Regions from separate parts of the Rattus norvegicus genome. Here region 2 is linked to region 1. A link is a contact called in public Hi-C data. All regions are on one chromosome and are shown on one strand. The core of a region is the stretch at or near the end of the contact, and the rest is flanking DNA. Distances in the headings are between cores, read along the strand shown.

Region 1 (4,196 bases), core at 1,137-3,636:
TAGGAATCCTATTGAATGTGGTACAGAGCTTTCTGCTGTTGCTTCAAATAGCACACTAAAAGCACATAGTGGGACAGCAGGTAAAAGAGTGCTTGCTGCACAAACCCGATGGCCTGAGTTAGATCACCAGTTTACAAAAGAACTCTGAAAAGTTGTCCTCTGACTTCTGCAGGATCTCTCTCTCTCTCTCTCTCTCTCTCTCACGAGCGCGCGCACACACAAACACAAACACACACACACACACACACACACACACACACACACACAAGGAGTAGACAGATGTGGTGACACATGCCTTTAATCCCAGCACTCAGGAAGCAGAGGCTGTCAGATCTCTGAGTTCAAGGCCAGTCTGGCCTACATAGCAAGCACCAAGACCCAGTCTCAAAAAAAGAAATAAAATAGGGGCTAGAGAGACGGCTCCATGGTTAAGAGCACTTGTTGCTTTTGCAGAGGGCTTTCCCAGCACCTGCCTGGCAGGTCACAACCATCTGTAACTCAGTTCCAGAGTTCCAGGAAATCGTCTGCACTCTTCTGACCTCTGCAGGCACCGGGCACACTGAGGGCACACTGAGAGCACTTGCATATTTATGCAGGCAAAACACTCAAACCCATACAAATAAAAGTTAAACAAATTGTAATAAAAATACAAAAAGCATGGCTTTGAATTTCTGATTCCCCTGCCTGCCCCAAGGACTGGAATCCCAGGCAGGTGTTACTCCAACACTTGGCTTTTAAAGCACAGGGCAGTCTGACTGGGAGTAGAGCTGCTTCCCAGGAGGAGCAAGGCCCCGGGGTTTTGATCTACAGCAGCTCGGAGTCTATGTATTAACTTAGCAACAGAGTAGTTTTATGTTGAGTGTGGATGTCTTCTCATTATAGAGCATTCATTATGATTCAAGAGGCCCTGGGTTCGATCTCCATCACCAAAAGGGGTAAAAAAAAAAAAAAAAAGCTGGTCTGTGAGGCCCTTGCACCCCCTTTTTAATAGCAACAATCAGATCTCTGTGAGTAGATCAGGCCAGAGCTGAAGTAAGACCTGTCTCAAAAAAAAAAAAAAAAAAAAAATTAGCACATGCCAGGCACTAGGTAAAGAACTGGGCCCGAGGAGAGAGCTCCCAGGAGACAGACAACTAAAAGATGAGGCCAACACAAGGGTCAGCAACAGGAGGCCGGGGAGAGGCCACCGGTCCAGCCGCAATGGAAAAGAACACCCAGCTAAGGTTTCCTCCAAAACGACTTTCAGAGCCAAGTCTTCAAACACCAGTCAGGTGGCTCCTACGACTCCTGGACAGAACCGCTTCTAGCACCCTGAGCAGTGGTGTGAGTCAGACCACGGAAAAACAGAAGGGGACAGGAGCCAAGAGAATGTCCCTCAACTGTTCTACCCCTGGGCCGCGGGAACACACCATATTCTGTCTCCTTCTCACAGAGACCCTAACTTCTCCTGTGTTAAGAATCACCAAGGTATTGAAACTACTGGGAGCTTGAAAGCCCCCCAAGCACCAAGCGCTTTATAAGTGAAGTCAAATCCAGCCCAGTGGTGTCCCCAAAGCTCTGCAAACACCTTTCCCTAGGACCCTCATGTTCCGGCAGCCAGGCCGGTGGGGACTCGGTGCCCCTTCTCGATAGCAGGATTGGGAACCTCTCGCCACAGGAAGTGGGAACTGTCTCTTGAAGGAGAGCATTGCCCCAGGTAGCAACGACCCTTATCACTCTCTGTGCCTCGGTTTCCTCACCCACCAAACTGCAGTAAGAACTGAGCCTCTGCAAATTCCTCCATGGGGGTGATCGGCAGGGGAGAATGGAGAACGCCCTTAGGTTGTTTTGCTAAGTAACGGGGTTTGGCGAGCAGGTGGCCGTAACCGCAGGGTTACCAATGCGCAGACAGGTGCCCGCGGGCGCCGTGCACGCTGCCACCCAGGCCAGCTTGGCCGGGCACCTCGTGCACTGGTGCCTCGGCGTGGCCTCTGTGTGTGCAGTGCCCAACCGGGACAAGCGATCGCAGGCCCGCCTCTCTGCGTATCCGCGGTGCCCTGGTGTCCACGCCGAAGCAGCAAGCAAGCAGCCCTGGCCCGCCTGGAACCGGGGCTTCCTGGAGGCGGAGCCCGCGCCGCCCACCCGCCTCTGCTCACCAGTTCCCGGAGCCCACGATGCACACTTTCAGAGGCGCCGCTGCCATGGCCAAGCCGGGTAGCTGCTGTACACAGCCTTCCTCCCAGGGCCAAGCCGGATCGCTGCTGCAAGCCGGATCGCTGCAGCACACACAGTGCCTCCCGGGCCGGCTGCTCACCTCCACTGGAACGGCCTAGTATAGCCGCTCCGGGCGACCCCGCCCCGCCCTCCTGTCCGCCAATGGCCACCGCCACCCGCCTAGGCGCCTAGGGCCACAGCTGACAGCCCGGAGGATCCGCCCCGCCCCGCCACTCCCAAGAACCACTGCGCACGCCTGGTCCGGGCTGGTAGCTTGGTCAGCCTCCGGTGTCGCCCCACCCCTGCCCGAGGAATGTTGGGATGTGTAGTCCCTCTCCCTGCAGGCTCCCTTTCGGTTCCAGGCGGGCCACACGCAGGCCAATGTTATTGCGCAGACTGGATCCCTGAGGTCCTGCTGCTGTGTGTCACTATTCGGGACAGAGCAAGCCCGCCCCAACCTATAGAAGTGTCACCTATTTGCTCTCTGCGCAGGGACAGCTGTCACTTAAGGGTGGAGCCCAGATATCTCTAAATAGTTGACTGTGAATTCACCCAGATTTGGGCTCAGAGCCTACACCTGCTTTAACAACGGTTGCCAAATTCGTTTAAACAGGACAGGTCCGGGCACCTATGAATTTCCTAGCGAGCCTGGAGCTTTAATCTAATGTCTTCTGCCCTAGATCTGGTAGTATCTGCAATACAAGGGTGATGGTCGTATTTCAGTTGGTAGAGGGCTAGATGGAACACAGGAAGTTCCATCCCCGGCGCCTGGTGGCTCTGGCCTGTAATCACAGCACGTGGAGAATCTGAAGTCCCAAGTTATTTTTGACCAGCATAAAAATGAGAGGCCACTTTGTCGCCTTGTCTCAGACAAGCCAGCACCCTTGTGTTTCAGGATGTAAAACTTGCCTACACAGGGTCAAAACAGAAACTTGAACTGTCCCCTCATATGGTTACTCTTAGGACAGGACATCCCCCTTTCCCGTCTCTGCCAGAGCTTCAATGACCTCTGCTCCACCCAAGCTGTCGTTGTATTGCGGATGCGCACGCCGAGGCGACAGAAAACAGAGATGGTGGAATGTGTTGTAATCTCAGTGCCAGGGAGGTAGAGTCAGGAGGATCGGCAGTTCAAAGTCATCCTTAGCTACACAGTGAGTTTGAGGTCAACCTGGGTCACATGAGACCCTGTCACAAAGCAAAAGCAAGAGTGGGGAGGATGAGCTGGTTTTGCAAGGAAAGATGTAACCCTAAGAACTGGAGTCAGATCTCCAGAGCCCACAGAGGAGGGAGAGAACCAACTCCCTATAGTTGTCCTCAAACCCTCCCTATGCTAATCCATATAAGTGCCCCTGTCTCACAAGCTTGACAACAGTAAACGAAAACATTTTAATTGATACATTTGTTGAGACAGGGTCTCACCGTGTAGCCCTGGCTGATCTGAAACATGCTAAAGACCAGGCCAGCCTAGTACTCACTTTATAGGTCATGCTGTCCTCGAACTCACAAGAGATGTGCCTGCCTCTGCCTCCCAAATGTTGGGATTAAAGGCAATTACCTGGATTAAGTTAAATATATTTAACCAATGCCTGGTTTAAAATAAATTTAATTTTAAAATAGGTTTATTTCTAGCACTCTAGAAGCAGAAGCAAATTAGTATCTATGAGTCCAGGGCAGCCTGGTCTACATTGCAAGTTCCAGGTCAGCCAAGGCCAAATATTGGGACCATCTCAAAAACCTAAGTCAAAGTGTGTGTGGTGATATAGGCCTTTAATCCCCAAGTGGGCAGGTCTCTGTGAATCGGGGGCCACCCTGATCTAGATAGCTTGGTTACACAGTGAGGCTCTGCCCTAAAAAGGGGGAAGGAAGGAAGGAAGGAAGGAAGGAAGGAAGGAAGGAGGAAAGAAAGAAAATAGAAAACCAGACCTAGAATTCTCGAACTGCTACATGTTAACCTTTAATCCTGTGTCTAGGCAACACCTCACACCAATTCCATCAGAGCCCCC
Region 2 (4,196 bases), core at 872-3,371, 370 kb after region 1:
TGTAATCATTAATTTCAGCATCTGAGTTAACTCTTAGCAGTTAAGAATCTTCCACTTGTGGGGTTGGGGATTTAGCTCAGTGGTTAGAGCGCTTGCCTAGGAAGCGCAAGGCCCTGGGTTCGGTCCCCAGCTCCGGAAAAAAAGAACCAAAAAAAAAAAAAAAAAAAAATCTTCCACTTGTAAAAAATGTTACTTTCTGGAAGTATCTAAAATTCACTTTGGAAGTATTTCCAAATTTTGTTACACCCTGTGCTATCTTCATCTAAAAAGACACAACTTTCTCTTCTAGTGTTGTTCAGTAAATTCTAGTGGCTTTCATTTCTGGTCAATTTTATTTTTAATCTAATTGTTTGTTTCATGCTCTATCCAGTTACTTCACAAGTACTAGTAGGGTCATAGTAATCTCCACCAATATGATTTTCTTCTCTGGTTCCAAATAACATAATGGTCATTTATAAAGCAAATCTAATGTTAGAAAAAAATTGATACCTCTAAAATGGGACAAAAACCCCTCACAGCAGGCCGTCACCGTGGCTCACTGCTTCTCTAAACTGTTTTCCTTCAGTAGGCCCCTCTGGTGTTCAATAGATATTGCAGCATAAATATGTTTCTTAAAGTACAACTTAAATCCGATACTGAACATTTAGGTTCCCCCGGCAAAAATTCATTTATAACCTATATATTATTAACTCTTAAGAAGATTCTCTGTGCATTTCAAATGGTAAGACAAATACCCTACCGTTTAATTAGGTCTAATTACAAGTAAGATTAATTCAAGGTTGATAGGGCAGCCAGAGAAATAAACTAGTTTAAAGAGGCGCGCTCCTGCTCTCTTTCTCAACCCCCCCACCCCTCTCTGAAAGAAAAAACAAAAAAACAAAAAACAAAAACTTAACTCAGGTTGGCCCAATGGGGAGAAAGCCCAAAGCAATCTTCCAGTCTAGGTAACTCTGTGTTCAGAGTTGGGTTAAGTCCCTAAAACCTTCAGGTCAATGAGTGCCATGCAGCGTGTGCAACTTCGGCACCACAATCTAGAGCTCCCAGCACGGTGTGTGGTACGGTTTGTACTCTTCTCCACAGACCTTCCTGCAGAGACCAATAAAAGAACTCATGCAACGCTGTCGGATATTGTGGTAACAACCAGGGTGAGAGTTCGGCTAACAGAATAACGATCTCGCTCTAAAAAGCAACGCAATACAACAGTACAAATAGTGTGGCGAGCTGAGAGCACTTAAGGGCCTTAGGGGGGTTAAAGAGACACTCCTGAAAATACCTGGGGCTGGAAAAACACGAGGCGCTACCACTGCGCTCGCTTTCGGGATAATATTTCTCCCCCTAAATCCTAACACTCCGCTCTCCAAGAGAGAGAAAATACAAGGGGAAAGAGTGAAACTGCGAGGCTGAGCGGACGAGGGGTTCCAGTCATCTCCAGCGGCCAGAAGGCAATCCCGGGGCTGCTCCGAGGCAGGAGAGGAGAGAAATGAAATAAAATGCAACAAGGCGCAAAGCTGCGGCGGAGAGGGCGTGGGGAAGGGGCCCCGGGAGCAAGCCGGGGCGCGGCGGGGAAGAGGCGCCGCGCGGGGCCGGCCCACCCCGGGGGCGGAGGACTGAGGCTCCGCTCCCGGGCAAACTTCGCCAGGCGGGCAGGGGGCGCGCCCGGCCCGGCCCGCGGGAGACCGGGTGGGATCCGAGGGGCTCTGGACAAACGGGGACCGCGGGCTGCCTGCGGGGGAAGGGCGGGCACACTCACCACGGGTCGAACTCGTGGATGATGCTCTCGAAGCGGATGACGGCGAAGAGGCGCGAGCTGAAGCCGGCCAGCCAGGCCAGGAAGAGGATGGTGAAGGAGAGCAAAGACTGCCACCCGGCCGGCTGCGACAAGCCCCCGGACAGCCCCGCGGGGGGCCCCGGCTTCGGCGCCGCCGCCGCCCTGGAAGCGCTCTGGGCTCCGGGCCCGTGGTGCCCGTGGCGGCTGTTCCCCAGAGCCATGAGGCCGCTCCACGGGGACGAGTTGAGAGACGACTTGTGCTTGCTCTCCGGGGCCGAGGGCTCCGCCATGTTGTGCCCCGGCGGCGGGTCTCGCTCGTCCTCCGCGGCCACCGCCGCCGCCTGGAGCGAGGGGTGCTGGGCGGAGACCCAGAGGAGGAGGAGGAGGAGGAGGAGGAGGGCGACGGCGACGACAACCAGGAGGAGGAGGCGGAGGCGGAGGAAGAGCTGGGCGCGCTCCCGCCCTCAGCACCGCGAGGCCGGGACACTGTGGGTGGAAGCGGCGGCGGCGGCAGCGATCCGGAGTCTCCGCCTCAGCAGTAGCCGCGACCGCCGCGGTCTCAACCCAAAAGGCCCCTGCGCCCCACTAGCCATCCGTGTCCCCCGTGCGGCTGAGGAGGCGGCAGTGGCGGCGAGAGCCGACGGGACGAGGGCGCCAGAGGAGCGGTGGCTCGGAGCAGCAATGACATTCCCCCGCCCGCCCCGCCGCGAGGATCACAAAGGGGGAGGAGCCCCCTGGAGTCCGGGCGGAGCTCAGGCAACCTTTGACTCCGCCCCCTCTCCCAACAGGAACTGGCCCCTCCGCCTGTCACAGAGCGACAGGTCCGTTAAGGGGCGGGGCCGGAATGGCGGCGTGCACCAACAGGAGCGCGAGCAGGGTCTTGGGCGGGGCTTCGGCTGAATGGCCCTCCCCTCCTCCCCCTCCGCCTCGCGGCCTCGCGCCTATTCGCCGCCGGCCGCGGCTACGATTTCATTGTCAGTTGAAAGACGCGGTTTCGCGCGCGGGCCTGTTTGGGGCCCTGGGGAAGGGCACCAGGAGGTTCGGCTCGCTTCCCCGCGTGGATCCTGACTCGAGGAGCAGAAGGTCCCACGTCCCAGTCGGCTAAAGGGACGCAGAGAGCACGGCCCTGCGGTCGGCTGCTCGGCGGCCGTGACTTTTAACCCGCTCAGCACGGAGCGCCCGCCACGTGACTGGGCGCGCAGGCGCGGTGCAGGGTCCTGGGCGCGTGGGTCCAGCTGCTAGGCTGAACGTGCCTGAGTGAGTGGCTGGGTCGCTGCATTCTCTGTCCCTGTTGTGCTGCCCTGAAAACTTAGAGAGGGCAGACGATCGTTCGAGCCGCAGCCAGGCGCACGCACACACACAAAATGTCACCTTCTTTTTCCTGTGTTTCCCAATTGCCAGGACATTATTTTTGCAGCTCAATCTTTTGACTGCAAGAATTCACTATTTCCACCTGCCTACGTTCGTCCCGTCACCAAATTAACTTTTCCTGGACTAGGTTAGCTATTTCCCAATTCCCACTTTAGCAAACTAGCGAACCGAAAACCCCTGTGTAGGAACTTTTCCTTGTCTGGGGCAGTTTGCTTATACCGCCTTCTTCCTCCACAACTGGCTCCGCCCATCCCCCAAAGCACAAAAGTCAGAGATAAAGATCAGCGGGATCATTGGGAGACTGGAATTACTGTGATATAAGCCCCCTCCCCCACTCCCTACAATAACCTACAGAGGTTATTGTAGAAACAAGGGCCAGTTAATATTTTATTGGTTTCTTTTGTGACACTGGAATTTTTAAAAATGTGTGTAAAGAAGATTAAGTCCTGTAAAAATTGCAAAATAAAATTGTGTTTCGTTGCTTATTGTCTTCGGTAAATGAACAAACGTACCTAACTAGTATATTCAGCCACTCCCAACCTAGTGATTAACTTTGCCGGTTTCCTTATAAAAATAAATAGACTCTCATCGGAGAAAACAAGCCTTCCATAAATAGATCTCCTCACCACCAATTTAATATCCAACATTTATTAAACATGTAAATTTTAATGAGATTCACCGTAGAATATTAACCAATCTCTTTGAACAAAGAGAGGCAATATGTCCTTTCTCAGAAAAGTGCGTGTTAAAATGGCGGCATTTCTTTTGACCCATGTTTCATGAACCTATCCATCTAAAATAACAGGATTTATCTGGTGACTCTCACTTTAGACATTTTGGGTGTCTCTTGTATTACAGGTGTTCCCCATTGAGTTTCTGTCTTCTCCCTCTTGGCGGTTTAGTGACGGGAGGCCCAGTCTGAAAGGGAGTAGAAACAATTACAATAAATTGTAAAACACAAGTCACCTGTGTGGGACCATCCTTTCATCTTTGTATGTGAGAGTGGGCATATGTGTACTATGGGCATAGATGTGAACGTCAGATAACAGTCTTTTTT

The links. Hi-C and Micro-C count contacts between places; a contact is called where the count stands out from the background.
Region 2: a Hi-C map of liver shows a contact between it and region 1, with 3 times the contacts expected there. The contact joins the promoter of Stt3b here to the promoter of Gpd1l1 in region 1. A contact is called at or near these places in 1 of 12 Hi-C or Micro-C datasets (liver) and 1 of 1 datasets of contacts at active chromatin or transcription factors (oligodendrocytes).

The regions. Positions count from the first base shown.
Region 1 is chr8:123,496,562-123,500,757 of GRCr8, forward strand. It overlaps Gpd1l1 (glycerol-3-phosphate dehydrogenase 1 like 1), which reads right to left and starts at 2,387. Exons shown (of 8, transcript NM_001191885.1): 1 at 2,136-2,387. The coding sequence starts at 2,182.
Region 2 is chr8:123,870,058-123,874,253 of GRCr8, forward strand. Stt3b (STT3 oligosaccharyltransferase complex catalytic subunit B) reads right to left here and starts at 2,122. Exons shown (of 16, transcript NM_001170539.1): 1 at 1,751-2,122. The coding sequence starts at 2,058.